Regions from separate parts of the Ovis aries genome. Here region 2 is linked to region 1. The links are chromatin contacts, called in public Hi-C maps. All regions are on one chromosome and are shown on one strand. Each heading gives the region's core, a stretch centred on a gene start, on an enhancer-like site or on the middle of the called end of the contact. The rest is flanking DNA. Distances are from core to core; before and after follow the strand shown. Region 1 holds the start of DAPK2 (death associated protein kinase 2). Region 2 overlaps DAPK2 (death associated protein kinase 2).

The links. Hi-C and Micro-C count contacts between places; a contact is called where the count stands out from the background.
Region 2: a Hi-C map of hypothalamus shows a contact between it and region 1, with 2.6 times the contacts expected there. The contact joins the enhancer-like site here to the promoter of DAPK2 in region 1. A contact is called at or near these places in 7 of 16 Hi-C or Micro-C datasets (blood, hypothalamus, liver and 3 more).

The regions. Positions count from the first base shown.
Region 1 is chr7:44,163,621-44,171,575 of ARS-UI_Ramb_v3.0, forward strand. It overlaps DAPK2 (death associated protein kinase 2), which reads left to right and starts at 5,314. Exons shown (of 12, transcript XM_027971760.3): 1 at 5,314-5,407. It overlaps LOC121819969 (a long non-coding RNA gene), which reads right to left and starts at 5,854. Exons shown (of 5, transcript XR_009601202.1): 1 at 5,784-5,854; 2 at 4,210-4,307.
Region 2 is chr7:44,263,902-44,271,856 of ARS-UI_Ramb_v3.0, forward strand. It overlaps DAPK2 (death associated protein kinase 2), which reads left to right. Exons shown (of 12, transcript XM_027971760.3): 5 at 7,263-7,392. Among named protein-coding and RNA genes, the nearest start is that of DAPK2, 99 kb to the left of the region's middle. Within about 2 kb of position 3,835, at least 9 of the 54 cell types and tissues checked have an H3K27ac peak or open chromatin away from gene starts, as enhancers often do. A contact at or near this core is called in hypothalamus and liver, where this site is marked.

The DNA of each region.
Region 1 (7,955 bases), core at 4,064-6,563:
TACAGATGAGGCAGCTGAGGCTCAGAGAGGGGAAGTGACCTGCCCAGAATGTGGCTGAATAAGAATATAATTAGACCTGTCTAATTCCTGAGCCTAGAGAAGAAGATGATGGAATAAGATGGGCATAGTTTGGGGTCCCTGGCCAAGCACCCAATACCCATGCCACCAACCTCTTGCCTAAACAGAAGGAGATAGCATGCGCCTCGATCCTGATTCCACAGTGTGACCCCTGTGCTGGCTCAGGAGGGAGTCGAGGCAGTAAATGGTAGGTGGTTTCAGGCCCCCAGCCCTTGACACACACAGCTACTCCCAGTTAATGTGCTGTCCTTCCCTCCTACCTCCTGCTTTCCTGATCCTCTTCTTTCAAGTTTCAATCAAGGCTCTTCTACCCTCAGGCCCCTCAGAATGCCTGCTGGAGTTGGCTTGACACTTGGCTGGGCATTAAACCTCTCCTTCCTCTACCAGCACCTGGCCCCAAGTGGGTGCCTTTGAATGTTTGCAGAGTGAATGGGTGTGCGCATGTGCCTGGGGAATCCATATTCTCCAGTCTTCCAGAGAAAGGCAAAAGCATCTGATGCCCCAACCCTTTTCTGTCTCTCCTCCCCTGCCCTGCTCTATCCCACTGATGAGGTCAAGGCCTTGCTAGGTCCAGCCAGCCTAGAGGTCAAAGCAGCCACTTCTGTCTGCAGAAACCAGTGGGCCTCCCGGGCCGGGTGGCCAAGTCTGCCCCATCCTCTGACCCTGCCGGGCTGAGTGTGGGAAAGCAGAGGGCACAGGGCACAGGGCAGGGTGGGCAGGGCTGAGAAGGGCTGAGGAACCAGGCCACAGGCCACCTTTGAGAGGAAGAGGCTACCTGCCTGCTGTCTACCCAAGGGGGAAGCCAGCTGGGGAGGACCCACCTGTGCCCTCTCCTGACCTGCCATGAGAGCATAAGAAAGCAGTCAGCCCTGGACCCACTGTCAGTTGCCTGCAGTCCAATCTTCACTGGACACTTGCTTAGAGCCAGGCTGGGAGTGGGTGGGTTGTAAAGATGATTAAGATCCATTTCCTCCTCTAAGGAAGCTCACACCAGATATTTAAGGGACACTAAAATATAGCAATACTCACTGAGCACTTAAGCGCCAGACACTGATCTAAGTGCACAGATAGCTATAACTGATGGGTTGGTCACAACAACGCATGGGAATAATGAGGCACAGAGAGATTGAGAAGGTTGCCTGGGGTGGTTCCCTGGCCATCCAGTGGTTAAAACTCTGCTTCCGCTGCAGGGGCCATGGGTTCCATCCCTGGTTGGGGGACTAAAATACTGCATGATGCGTGACATGGCCAAAAAAGTAAAAAGAAAACTGTCCAGGATCACACAGTAGGTTGCGTGTTGGGATCCAGAGTAGGCATCTGGAAATGGGGTCCCTGCATTTAGCCCTCACACCACATTCTCTATGCCAACCCCAGTGCTGGCTACCCCAGCCCACACACGCAGCATCTAAATCCTGGGCCTGCCTCCTCATCAGCAGGTTGGTAGGCTCTGTAAACTTGTTGGTTAGCTACTAAGTCATGTCCAATTCTTTTGTGACCCCAGGGACTGTAGTCTGTCAGTCTTCCCAACCCAGGGGTCAAACCTGTGTCTCTTGCAACTCCTGCATTGGCAGGCAGATTCTTTACCACTGAGCTGCCTGGGAATTTGCCTGTCTGTAAACGTTCAAGGCACCAAAGTATGTTTTAGGTCCTTTAGGGTATCACTACTTTTGTTGCCCTTTACCACCCCCCATGATTACATCTGTCCTGTGGGCTTGTTTTCTCATCCTGTGGAAGCTTCAGGCTCCCGGGACTCACCAGTCTCACAGGCTCGTGGAGGGTTTTGCACAACACAAGTGCTCAGGTGTGGCTGTGGTTTGAAGGACTGATGGAGGGTGCTTTCTTTTCCCTGGGTCTCTGGGACATGAACAAAGTCATGCTCAGCCTGTACAGTGGAACCACCTGGGGAGTTTTAACCACTGCTGAAGCCCAGCTCCCACTCCCAGAGGTTCTGCTGTAAGTGGTGTGGGGTGCAGCCTGAGTGTTAGGATTTTAAAACTTTCCTGGGGTAATTCTGATGTGCATTCAGGGCTGAGAACTCCTTTAATGTAATGTGCCAGTTATTAACATTAATTGTACATCTCTCCATCTGACAGTAAGTGCTAGGCACTTGGGTACCCTTGGGAGACAATAGGCAATGAGACAGTTATGGTCCCTTACCTTGTGGCACTCACATTCTAGTAATTCAATTTAACAGACTTCGCTGGGTTGGGGATATCAGGAAAAGTATGGGTACAAAGATGAACAAGGCGTTGTCCTTACCCTTAAGGGGAAGAGAAGTGGACACTCATCACAACTAAAATAGAGGAAAGGGAATGTCAAGTGGGTAGAAACCAAGAGTGGTAGGGTTCAGGGGAGGAGCCATCCAGAGGGGAGATCAGGGAAGTTTCCATGAAAGATGTAATACCTGAGAGGGCCCTTGAAGAATGGATAGGATTTTGTAGGATGGAATGAAGGGGTGATGGTGGAAGGGCTTAAACAAAAACATGGAGGCAGGAGTAGTCAATAAGCCAAGCTGGCAAGAGAGCTGATGTGCACACACAAGAGGGAAGAGGACGTGTGTACGCAGTGGGGAAATGCAGGTCAGAACCTGAAATGCCAGGGGAGGCATCTGGATCCATGCAGGAACTGAGGCTGCACACATAATTCTTAGCTGTTTATACCTGGACCTCCTCCGACTTCATTCTGGAGTAGGTATCCTTGCTGCCGCCACCCTCAGGCTCTCCCCTTCTCTGCCACTGTGGCCTTGGTCCCATGTTCAGTGCTCAGTCGCTGCCCTCAGTGTCTGATGAAGTCACACCACCCCAAGCACAAAATGCATTTCCAGGTGGCACCTCCCTAGGCAATGCATTTGGCAGGCAGAGAGGAAAGAGCACCAAACTGAGAATCAGGAGGGGGCCTGGGTCTAGTCCTAGTTCTGTCTCTTACCAGCTGCGTGACCTTGGGCAAGTCACTTCTCTTCTCTGAGCCTCAGTTTCCTCATTTGAAAAATGACTAGGCTGGATGGAATGATTGATAGTGACCCTTACCACTGCAGCATTTTTTGACTAGTTTGCTACGTGTTAATCCAAGAATGTTCACTTTGCCTTGGACAAGGACATTGTTGCTGCAAAATAGATATTAAGCATGAGACTCAGAGCGGGAAGGGATGGCAAGGTGACATGTAGGTGCTTGGGCAACACAGCTGAGCCTGGCCTTGGATTCATCGTAGTGCAGGGTCTGGCCATGTGAATGAAGACTCTTCCAGATGATTCCAGCCTCCAGCCATTCAAGTCACTCCCACCCACTCGTCTCCTTAGCTGAAGCACCGGACATCCTAGAGCAGAGATAAGCCAAATATGCTGTGCATTGTCAGTGTTTCCAGCCCTCAAAACATGAGTTGAACAAAATTGCTTCATGCCACAAGGCTGGGGTGGTTTGTTACACAGCAATAGATAACAGGAAATGGGGGAGGAGGTGTCTGAAGGGTGGTCTGAGGATGAAGGTTTCACCTTATGCTGGAGAAACTTTACCAGTGGGTATCCTCCTGAGCCCATTGACTTGGAGAGCCACCTCTGGTCTTGGATAATACTCCACTCAAGGTAGCCTGGTGCTCTCGGGAGAGTTGGCTCAAAGCCTGTGCTTTCCTGGAATGTTGTCAAGTTTATGGACAAGGAAGCCTGGGCATCTTTCTAGAGGCTGTCACAGACTCTGAGGTACCAGTCAGTTGGGGGGTGGGGGAGGGTTGGTTCATCTGTACATCTCTGCACCTCAGTATCTAGGAAGGCTAAACTGGGGACGGGAGCTGCTCATGTGAGTAGAGGTCCTCTGTGTGTGTGTGTGTGTGTGTGTGTGTGTGTGTGTGCTCAGTCATTAAATAGTGTCAGACTCTTTTCAACCCCATGGACTGTAGCTTGCCAGGATCCTCTGTCCATGGGATTTCCCAGGTAAGAATACTGGTGTGGGTTGCCATTTCCTCCTCCAGGGGATCTTCCCAACCCAGGGATCCAACCTGAAGCTCCTAAGTCTCCTGCATTGGTAGGCGGGTTCTTTACTGCTGAGCCCCAGAGAGATCCTCTAGGTGCATCTTATACACTCTGTCTCATTTCAGCCCCACATAAGTTCTGTTAGATGCTATAAGGAGTGTTTGCCTACTTTACTTATGAAGAACAAGGGACTTCCCTGGAACTCCAGTGGTTAAGACTTCCCACTTCCACTGCAGAGGGTGGGGGTTCCATCCCTGGTGGGTGAACCTGCATGGCCAAAAAAAAAAAAAAAGAAAGAAAGAAAGAAAGAAAAAAGAAAAAAAAACATTAATTAAAAAAAAAAAGAATAAGTTCAAGTGCCATGACCAAGACTGGGAATGGCAGAGCTTTGAACCAAATAAAAGACTGAATCTGTAGCTTTGTCGTCTGGGACTATCTTAAGGAGCCGCCTGGATGGCCTAGGAGGGAGGTTCTGGGAAGGGGCCTTCATTTCTTTAAACAGCCTCTTGTCTTGAAATAAGACCACTGAACTTGATTTATATTCTGTTTCCATTTCTTTCCATCACCCCCTCCACTCTCATTCCTTTTTCCTCCCGGGATTTTTGGCAGGAGGAAGAGAGGAACACTCCATTCCCCAGTTTTTCACTCGGGAAGGCGGGAGGGTGATGGGGGCTGCACTCACCAACATGCCAGGCAGGGCTGGGGGCACTGAGGCCAGGCTGCTCCCAAACGCGGGTCGGGGTGAGCAGATGGGGAGGTGAGGAGGGAAGTGTTCCTCCACCTCCATCACGGCCCCCACCCCCCTGTGGACCGTGGATGGTAAGGTTTCCACTCTGGCTGGGAGGAAGGAAGAGGCCTGCTCCTTGGTGGGATTTCTCTTACGGTGCGTGCGTGGAAGCGGGGGACAAGGAAATACCACTTTCTGAGTAATCTTGCCAGGCTATATCGACTGTGTCAGCTCATGTACACCAATCTCCAGGTTAGGCCTGAAGAGGTTAGCTGACTTGTTCAAAGCCACAAGTAAGCGGCGGAGTCCGTGAAAACGCCAGGTCTTGCTACTGGCTTTAGCCCCCCTCTCCTGGGAACCTCGGCTTTTGGAGGTGCGGATCCGACCCGGCGGGGAGGCTTGCCGCCCTCACTCCAGGGTGTCCCGAGGGGACTCCCGGCAGGGGGCGCTCCGAGCCGGGTCTCGGTCCTCCGGGCGCGCCTCCAGCCGGCGCCTGGGACGGGACCCGCCGCTCCGCCTCCTCGGCGGCTCTGCGGGCGGGCGGGCGCGCAGGGAGGAGAGCAGATCCGAGAGCGGCGCGCCCCGCCGGGCCCCCGGTGCCCACCGCGCCCCCACGCCCGCCGCCGCGCAGCCTCCCTCCGTGAGTAGCGCCCGTCTGCGGGCTCGACCGGCAGGACGGGGTGCCCGGCCCGGGGCTGGGTTGGAGGGGACAAATTGCTCCCGGGCGTTAGCCGCCAGTTCCCTGTCGCCGACCCCCCGGGTATGGCCAGTCTTGGCCTTGGGCGCTCTGGCCGGTCCTCGACCTCCGGGACCTGACTGCTGGGCCCCTAGGGCCGGCTTCAAAGTCTGGCCTTTTGACCAGAAGGATCGCGTGGGAGCGGCGAGCAGACCGGGAGCCTAGGGGGGAGATGGGAGAGAGACTTCCATCAAGTTAGGACTCCTTGACGGGGGAGAACACCCCAAATTTCTGGGAGGAGAGGGGATCTGGGCTTCTCAGCATCCTGCACTTCACTTACCTCCTTCTGCTCCTGGTGCGAGGAGCTGGTGCGAGGAGGCTGCTCCAGCCTAGCCAGTCAGCTTTCTCAGTGGCAGAGAAAGCTGTGGTCCCCGACTTCTGGAGTCTGGGATGGGGCATGGTTAGGGTGGGCAGGGGGCCAGCCAGTAGATCTGCAGCAGGCTGGGGTTTTGACCCTGGGCTGTTGTCAACAGTTGACCTGACTCTGGGCTAGGCATTGTGGATGGCTCATGGCATGTGTGGATCTGGCTGATCCTCACTGTAACTCTGCAAGGTGGAGGTTAGTCTTCTCTTTGGGGAGGAGAGGTATCCCAGAGCAGTGAGCACGGAGGCCATACAGGTGGTGGTAGGTTAGGAGGGCGGGCTGGAAGAGAGGATGCCTAACTGCTGCCTCACTGGCAGGTGGGAAGGTCCTAGGGGCAGGTGAAGAGAGCACATGCCCTGGTATTTGAGAATCCAGTGGGGGTGGCAGGGGGGCAGCTGGAGGTTGCTGCTGTTTTCTGACATTGTGTTTCTCAACTGCTTTGTATATGGCATTCCATGGGAGAGTCCTGGTGACCGAGGGATGCTGGCACGTTGGCCTCTTCACTGTTGCTTCCAGAGTCTTGTTCTTCCCCAAACCAACCATCTCCCAAGATGTGTTTTTAGCTTCTAAGTGGTTCCATTCAGCAGCCTTGAGAGAGGCTTGGGCAGGGGCACAGGGGTGTGTGGATATGAGTGGGTGTGGGACAAGGTTTCCACTGGTAGGAAGGAGACCTGAACTAACCCCGACCCACTCCCTGTCCAGTTCAGTTGCTCAGTCGTGTCTGCCTCTTTGCGACCCCATGGACGCCAGGCCTCCCTGTCCATCACCAACTCCCGAAGCTTGCTCAAACTCATGTCCATCTAGTCGGTGATGCCATCCAACCATTTCATCCTCTCTCGTCCCCTTCTCCTCCTGCCTTCAGTCTTTCCCAGCATCAGGGTCTTTTCCAAAGAGTCAGTTCTCCACATCAGGTGGCCAAAGTATTGGAGTTTTAGCTTCAGCATCAGTCCTTCCAGTGAATATTCAGGACTGATCTCCTTTAGGATGGACTGGTTGGATCTCCTTGCAGTCCAAGGGACTCTCAAATGTGTGCAGGGGTGTGTGGATGTGAGTGGGTGTGGGACAAGTTTCCCACTGGCAGGATGGAGACCTGAACTGACCCTGACACTCTCCCCCTCAAGTTGTTAGATGTGGGAATGAGCAAGCAGGCTGCCCAGCAGAGCTGGACCTTCACCAGGAAGATAGTTTCCTTGTGTCCACTCAGGCAGGCGGCTGAGCTTCTCTGAGTCCAAGCTTCCTCATCAGAGATTGGGGTGTGTCACAGCAGATTGGGGTGTGTCACAGCCTCCAAAGCGTGGAGGTGCGCTGTAATGCCGGACGGCCCTCCCCTCTGTGGACAGCTTCCTCAGAGGCTGATTGTGATGATTCTTCATGGGAGGGGGTGTAAGGGGACAATCGTGGTCCCATTTTACTCGTGCTGAGTGAGGATCTCTGAGAGTTCAGCAGGGTGGGCTGGGTCCCGTGAGGGAGGGACTTAGTGAGGTTGAGATTTCCTCATGAGATAATCCTTCAGCCTTGGAGGCCCTCTCCTAGGTTGTTCCTCAGGGGGCCGCTGGCCTCCCAACCCTGCAGCCGCTGTTGGAGGATTGAGGTGCTATTGACGAAAGCCAGGGGAGGAGCAGCTGGCGTGGGCGGTGTGACTTTTAGCAAGTCCCTTCTCCTGTCTGGACCTCAGTTTCCTCCTCTTGCAAAACAAGTGGGCTTGACCAGAGAGCAGTGGGTTTCAAACTCCTCCCACCCCTGAACTCTTACACAGAACCCTAACACGTAGTGTAGATAAAATGGAACTTTTCTAACTTTCCTTCCTGATGCAAGTGGCTCCTGAGTGGAGACTAAAAGTCCTCTAGGTTCCTCGAGGTCCCTTTTCGTGAGGTTCTAGGAAGTCTGTGATATGCAGATGACACCACCTTTATGGCAGAAAGCAAAGAAGAACTAAAGAGCCTCTTGATGAAAGTGAAAGGGGAGAGTGAAACAGTTGGCTTAAAGCTCAACATATAGAAAACTAAGATCATGGCATCCGGTCCCACCACTTTATGGCAAATGGATGGGGAAACAGTGAAAACAGTGTCAGACTTTATTTTTTTGGGC
Region 2 (7,955 bases), core at 2,585-5,084, 99 kb after region 1:
CCAATTCTGTCTCAGACAGGGCCTTCTCAAGTGTTGGTTCTCCAAACACGGGGCACTCTGTTTTTGACTCCCTTGCAGAACTCGCTTTAGAAAACCAATTCTGGAGCCTCACTCCCAGTGAGCTGATTTAATTGATTTGGTCTTTTTAACACAGTCTCCAGTAGATTCCAGTGGGTAACTAGCTCAGATGGGGCCCCCAAAGCACAGCTTGGGGCTCAGAATGCCTGAATTGAGACCCAGGTTCCTCACTGGCTAGATGGAGGCACTGGGCATCCATAGCTTGGTGGCCTTGAGAATCTAATAAGGTGATGTATGGGGACAACTCATGGCAAATGCTAGTTGTCATATGGCACAGACCAGAGAACCAGAGGTCAAATTGCCAGCATCTGCTGGATCATAGATAAAGCAAGGGAATTCCAAAAAAATATCTACTTGTGCTTCATTGGCTGTGCTAAAGCCTTTGTGTGGATCACAACAAACTGTGGAAATTTCTTAAAGAGAAGGAAATGCCAGACCACCTTACCTGCCACCTGAGAAGCCTGTATGCAGGACAAGAAGCAACAGTTAGAACTCGACATGGAACAACAGGCTGGTTCTAAATCGGGAAAGGAGTACGTCAAGGCTGTATATTGTCACCCTGCTTATTTAACTTATATGCAGAGTACATCATGAGAAATATCAGGCTGGATGAAGCACAAGCTGGAATCAAGAATGCTGGGAGAAATATCAGTAACCTCAGATATGCAGATGATACCACCCTAATGGCAGAAGAGAAACTAAAGAGCTTCTTGATGAAGGTGAAAGAGGAGAGTGAAAAAGGTGGCTTAAAACTCAACATTCAAAAAACTAAGATCATGGCACCTGGTCCCATCACTTCATGGCAAATAGATGGAGAAAAAGTTGAAACAGTGACAGATTTCATTTTCTTGGTCTCCAAAGTCACTGCGGACAGTGACTGCAGCCATGAAATTAAAAGACACTTGCTCCTTGGCGGAAAGACTATGACAAACCGAGACAGTGTATTAAAAAGCAGAGACATCACTTTGCTGACAAAGGTCTGTATAGTCAAAGCTATAGTTTTTCCAGTAGTCGTGTACAGATGTGAGAGTTGGACCATAAATAAGGCTGAGGACTGAAGAATTGATGCTTTTCAACTGTGGTGCTGGAGAAGACTCTTGAGAGTCCCTTGTATAGCAAGGCGATCAAGCCAGTCAATCCTAAAGGAAATCAACCCTGAATATTCATTGGAAGGACCAATGCTGGAGCTGAAGCTCCAATTCCTCAGCCACCTGATGCAAAGAGCTGACTCTTTGGAAAAGACCCTGATGCTGGGAAAGGTTGAAGGCAAGAGGAGAAGGGGGCAAAAGAGGATGAGATGGTTGGATGGCATCACCAACTCAGTGGACATGAGTTTGAGCAAACTCCAGGAGATAGTGAAGGACAGGGAAGCCCAGTGTGCTGCAGTCTATGGGGTCATAAAGAGTCAGACATGACTTAGTGACTGAACAACAACAGCAACAGGCCATTTTATATGCCCTGTTTGATCCTGTTAGTAACCCTCTTGAGGTAGGTTTTTGGTTATTCCTAATTTACAAGTGAAAAGTCTGAGGCTGATAGAGCTTAAGTAACTTGCCCGGTGTTAGACTGCTGGTAAATACCAAAACTGGCATTCAAACCCAGGGTCTCTATCTATGTTGATTCCCTAAAAGCAGGTTGTGCAAGAGACGTGCATGTGACTGCATTGGTTCATTCATCCCTGCATCCCATCAGCTATTCCTGAGCACCTACTCCATGGCAGGTGGAGTGGAGTGATGGAAAAGAGAGACAAAGCCCCCGTCCTCCCTGTGGGGCCTCAGGATACTGGGGAGAGGAAATGGAAGGGGCAATTGTAGTGTAGTTGGTTCTCTGCTAGAGGCATGTCCACATACCATGCAGGCCCTTGGGGGGATCAACTAGCTGTGTATATTGACGGGGGTTGGGGGTGGGGGTTATCACAGGAGAGGTTCCAGCAGGGAAATGTTGGAGCTGGGTGGTGAGCAGGCGAGAAGAAGCTTGTCAGAAAGGCATTCTCGCCGAGTGAACTGCAGGTTGAGGTGGGGGTGATGAAAGTCAGCCAGGATGTAGCAGAGGGTATGCTGGCCAGAGGTGGGAGGGCCTTGAATGCCAGATGAAGACAGACTTGGGCCTAGGGTGCGTTGGAGCCTGGTGGGGAGGGGCTATCTGTGGTCTCATCGACAGTGTGCCAGGAGTGGGGCAGGTGTCGGGGCAGAGAATTTGCTGCAGTGCCATGGAAACCTGCTCACAGAGGCCTAGCAGCAAACGGCCTTGCTTTCTCAGGTTGCCCAGCACTTCCTGGGTAACCTGGGACCGTGCTTGACATTTCTGATGAAGGTTCCTTGGCAGCTTCCTCGTCTCCCAACCAGACCTGGCTTGGCTCCTGCTCTGCTGAGCTGAGCACCTCGCCTGATGATGGGCAGACCATGTGGGCACCTGAAGAGGGCAGCAGCCTGGGGGTCAGCTGACTTGGGCTCTGTTCTTTGCTCGGTGTCCTGGCAGTTTCTTGACCTCTCTGGGTAGCTCTGCAGCAGGCAGGGACTAAATGGTGTCTGAGGTCCCTTAGGGCCCCAGCATTGTAAGTGTGGGGGTGAAATAGGATGTGGGGAGGGAAGCAGAAGATGAGTGGGAGAGGGGGAAGGTCTGCGATGGGCATGTTTTTCAGATTCAGCAGATTCAGTAAAGTCCCCAGGGATGACTGTTGTCACTGCTACAGCCCAAGAGAGAAAGAACATAGTCCTGCTCTAAAATCTCACTGGGCACCGCTCCTTGCGTGGACCGTCTCTCTGAATCCTCAGAGCAACACTGTGTCACAGTAGGTGTTCCCATTTTACAGATGAGAAACCAAGGCTCCAAGAGATCCAGAGACTTTGCCCAGGTTTCACTGTGAGTAGAATTTGACCCCGGACCTGCCTGACTCTAAGCTCTGGTCTTTGGCATCTTACTGCATAGCCCCCTCTACCTCCCCGAGGCTGCCTTCATCCCTCAGGGACTCTTAGACATGCTGTACCAGGCTGGTAGGGATCCCCTGACATGGGTCCCCCTGGAGGATAAGCTTCCAGTTGGCACCAGACCAGGCACCTCTGGCCAGATCCACTGGGTTGCTAAAGGGCACATTGGCTGGCAGCTGCTCGTCTGGTGGGCTGAGCTGGTGGGTTTGTTTTAATGGAGGGGGAAGATTTCACCTCCCGGTGGCTGCTCCATGGGCCCTGGGCTTGGCAGTGGCAGCACCTATGGGAATGTGATCCTTTCCTCCAGACATGCTTTGGAAGTTACGTCAGGTGTGTGGGTGAGGTGTTTGGTTGAAGTAAATAAAGCTGGAGAATGACAGGAGTGAGGGAGTAGAGATAGCTTTGTACTGCCCCAGAGGGCAGTCTGGCTGGGCTGTCTGCTCTTCCTTCCTGACCTGGGGCCAGGAGACCTGAACCTTTGCAGGTCCTGTCTTGGGGTCCAGAGGAGTGGGAATTGGCTCAGCCAGCGTGGAAGGTTGTGTCACCGTGCAGTCACAGAGCCTAGAGCCCGAAGGAGCTTCAGGTATCATCCAGAGAGGAAAAGCGTGCTTATGCTCACACAGCCTTTGGTGGTGGAGCTGAGCTGGAATTTCCCAATACCTAAGCCTAGGCTCTTTCCCACTATCCTACACAGTTTGGGGAGGGTAGACTTGAAGAAGCTTAGACCATAGTGCCTTTTTGCTGCCCTCTGACTCGCCCTGGGACCCTTCTTGAGTCGGTCTCTTTTCCCTCCTGACTCAGCCCTGTAGCTGTCCTGAGGGGAGGTGTGCTCTCGGGCACCCCTAGTGGTGAAGAGCCTCCATGGTGAAGAAAGGGAAGAGCTACAGGGTCCCAGTTCCTTCACTTCCCATAAGCAGAATTTTATGAAACATCCACAATGCAAGACATCAGAGGGGGTGCCAGGAACCTTAAAACCGACTTGAATTTTCCCAGAGGGGCTACCACCCAGGAAAGGTGCATCACAATACAAAAGAGTCTGCAGCTAGGGCTACTCGCTCGTAAGCATGATCAGCTCTGAGGGCTTAGAGCACAAGGTCAGGGTGTGCGTGACTGCAAAGTAAGGAAATAAAAGGAGGCAGAGATGGGGGCCTGGCTCTGAAGGTGTGATGGAGGGTAGGAAAGGCATTCGCACGAAAGGAAGAGCCCAGAGTAAAGGATGGGGTAGAGATGGTGTTCTGGACCTGGTAATGCACACCCTGAGGGTACCAAACGGCCCTGTCTTCACTCGGAGAACATTCACTGAGCACCTGGTGGGTCCAGGCTCTAGGGCAAGCTTTGGGTAGTTGGTAGGACTGAGACTCTCAGGAAGCTCTGAGCGCAGTGGAGAAGACCGGTCAGTAAACGGACAAGCTTGAGGCAGTGGGAGAACCACTAAAGTAGAGGAAGTGCAGGCTGGATGGAAACTGGGGAGGTGGTGAGGGGAGGCTTTCTGGAGGAGGTACTATTTTTACTGAAATGTGAGTAGGAATTAGTCAGATTTGGGGTCGGGACTATGCAGGGAGTATCCCAAGCAGGGGAGCTGTGTGTGAGGTTCTTGAGACAGGACAGGGGACAGATAGGGCTTGGGTAAGAAAACATGGCCTTGCCTGAAGGTTCTCACAAGCCAGCAGAGAGGCTGTTTTCCCCTGAATGTGGGCCACAGAGGGGAGAGGATGTGAGGCAAAGATTCTTTTCACCGCTCAGGGTGCTGCCTGGGAGAATTTCACCTCTGATTGTTGCTCCTTCCTTCCTGTGGGTCCCGGTGCCCATCCCTACTGCTCCCCAGTCTTGGGACCAGCAGGGCTCTGTGTCTGCTGTGTCCACGGCAGCTCTCAGCTCCTTTCAGCGTGTTTTGTGGTGGTGCTGGGCTTTAAGCACACCGTGGTGGTCAGGAGTACCTGGGCTGGGCCCCTCAGCTCCAGGAAGAAGCCTCAGGGCTGTTCCCTGGAAGAGCGATGTTCCCAAAAGGTGGCTCAGGAGTACTTTGGAATGAGAGGAGGAGAACCCCCCAGTTCAGGAGATGGTGGGCTGTGGGGAGTGCTTAACTCACTTCCCAGGTGCCAGGACACTTGGGGTCCCTGAGAAGCCACCAGAGGGCCAGATCGGCACACTGGCGTGGGACCCCTAGTTTGTGTCCCATGTCCTGACCACCCGCTGCCCTTGCTTGCCTTTCTGCAGAGCCCAAGGAGCTGCCCTGCCTTGGAAAAGGACTTTGACACAGTTTCAAAATAAAGTGGAGAAAAATCTCTGGAGAGGAAAAAGAATAAACACACTTTAAAGATGCAAAAGGAAACTTTTTTTTTTTTAAAGGGAAAAAAAGTGGAAGGGTTTCTCATCCAACTCACTTGAGTGAAAGTTTCAAGCCACTGAGATGTGAGGTCAGAGACTTCAGGGAGTGGGAAGTTGCGGATGCAAACACCTGGGGTGTCTTCAGTGCAGATTCAGGATCAGTCTAACCAATAGCGAGGGCCACTGTCCACCTGTCACCCTCTGTGTTCTGTGTGGTGGCGGAGATGCAAAGACCTGGCTCCTCCCTCCAGCCGAGGGTCCAGTAGGGCAGTGAGGACTGTTGGAGAGTGTGACAACTGACATGGCAGAAGGGTTCCGGTGAGCATGAAGGAGTCCACATCTGCGGGCTGGAGAGAAGGCTCAGTGCCGGTGAGGGCAGATTTCAAGGAAGAGCTGGATTAACTCAGACTTTGAAGCCTGACTGGGGTTTCAGTGGACAGGGACTGAGCAGAGGCTTTCCGGGTAGAGCAGAAGGGCAAGGTGGGAAATTCCCTAGTGCTCTGAGAAACAGGGCCATTCTGTTTTCTCAAACATTTCTTTATTTGCTTATCTACTTCTTTAAAACTACTTTATTGAGAGTTATATGTCACGTATAATTCACCCATTTGAAGTGTACAATTTACAGAGTCGTATAACTCACACTGCAATCAATTTTGGATGATTTTCATCACCTGAAAGAAGCCCTGTACCTGTTAGTAGTCACTCCCCATTCCCCAGGCCCTAGGCAACTCCCTGTCTACTCTCTGTCTCTGTGGATCTGCCTATATCCATATCTTATATTAATGGAGTCATATAATCTGCGATTTTTGATGACTGATTTTCACTTAGCAAGATGTTGTCAAGGTTCACCCGTGGTATATAGCATGTATCAGTACGTCATTCCTTTTCATGTTTTTCTCTGCCTCCATTCCTTTTTATGGCTGAATAGCACTCCACTGTATGGATATACCACGCTTCATGCATCTACTCTTCAGTGCTGGCCATTTGTGTTGCTCCTACTTTGAGACTGTTATGAATATGCTGCTGAGAACATCTGTGTACCAGTTTTTGTGGGCATGTATGTTTCAAGGCTTTTCTTTTCGAATGGGATCCAGGATAGTCCTGGTGAGGAGCAGGAGGAGAGAAGATGAATCAGAGGGACCTGCTCACCTACCAGCTGCTCTGAGCGGTTGGGTGGGAGTGCAAAGGGTCAGCTCAGGATCCTGTTCTGACCTCACTGGGAACTGGGGCTGTGTGAGGCCAGGGCAGGGCTGGTCTCCCACCAGCAGACACCCCCAGTGTTGTGTCCAATCTGGCAGCTGTTTGCTGGGCTGGAAATAGTCTAGGCAGCTGGTATTTTCCCTGGAAATCAGGTGCTCTTTCCTGTGTCTCACTGAAGGCCAAAATTAGTTAAACACGCAGAGAATTGTGAGCTACACGTTAGTCTAGGGGAGGGGAGTGTTGTCAACAGGAAGCTGACCAGCCAGGGGAAAGGGGCGGTCAGGAAGGTGCAGGTCAATAAGCCAAGTGTAAATTGGGGTTAAGTTGTAGTGCCCCTCCCCCATCACATATAGAGAGGCCATGGTTTTGTTTACAGAAAATGCTGCAAGTATCTCCCTGGCCCCATCTGACAGATGGGGAGACAAAGGCACAACATGGCAGGGATCTCCCATTCAGAAACAGAAGGGCTAAAGCCACAGTCTGGTTCTCTGTCAGCAGCAGGTTTGGTAAAACCCAGGCCTTGCCCTCAGCATGGTGGCTATTCTTGGTTTCACAGGAAAAGACCAAGGACACAAGAGTAAGAAAGGGTTTGTGCAGTTTTGGTCTCCTAAAAAAGAACACTAAACCCCACCTTAAACCCAAAGCAAAAACATAAAATAGGGCTTTAATTACCATCTTTCTTTTATCCTCTTTTCTTCCTTGTTTTTTTTTTTTTTTTTTGTTCCCCAGCCAGAAAACATTATGTTGTTGGACAAGAATATTCCCATTCCACACATCAAGCTGATTGACTTTGGCCTGGCTCATGAAATAGAAGATGGAGTTGAATTTAAGAACATTTTTGGGACACCAGAATTTGTTGGTGAGTTTTAGGCCTGTTTTTCTCCCAGCTGAGAATCTGGGATCAACAGAGAGAGAAATCCCAGGAGCGAACCGTGTGTCTGGGGCTGTAGCCTCTGGGCCGAGAGATGATGCCTTGCATGCGTGCGTGTGTGCCAAGTGGCTTCAGTCATCTCCGACTCTTTGCGACCCTGTGGCCCATAACCTGCCATGCTCCTTTGTCCACAGGAAATGTCTTGCTGGCCTCTGGGTGAGGGTTGAGCGCCAGCAGGGCAGTGGGAGGCCAGGTGGGGCTGGGGCCCTTTGCAGAGTTAAATCTTCCCAGAGCTGGCCCCACTTCCTGCTCTTAGACGAACTGATTGTGAAGATTTAAAATTACCTCACCCTGTTGCATTCCCATAAACTCAGTCTTTTCTGGAGTAGCTTTTGATTTCCCAAAAAAGAAAAGGGAAATTATCTGCCAGATGCCAGATCCACACACTTGCCTGTCCCATACATCTGGCCTTTATTCATGCACAGGGTGCCTAGCCAGCAGGGCTCTGCCGGCTCTGTCTTCCCTCTGTGTCTCTCAGCCTTGGCCCAGGC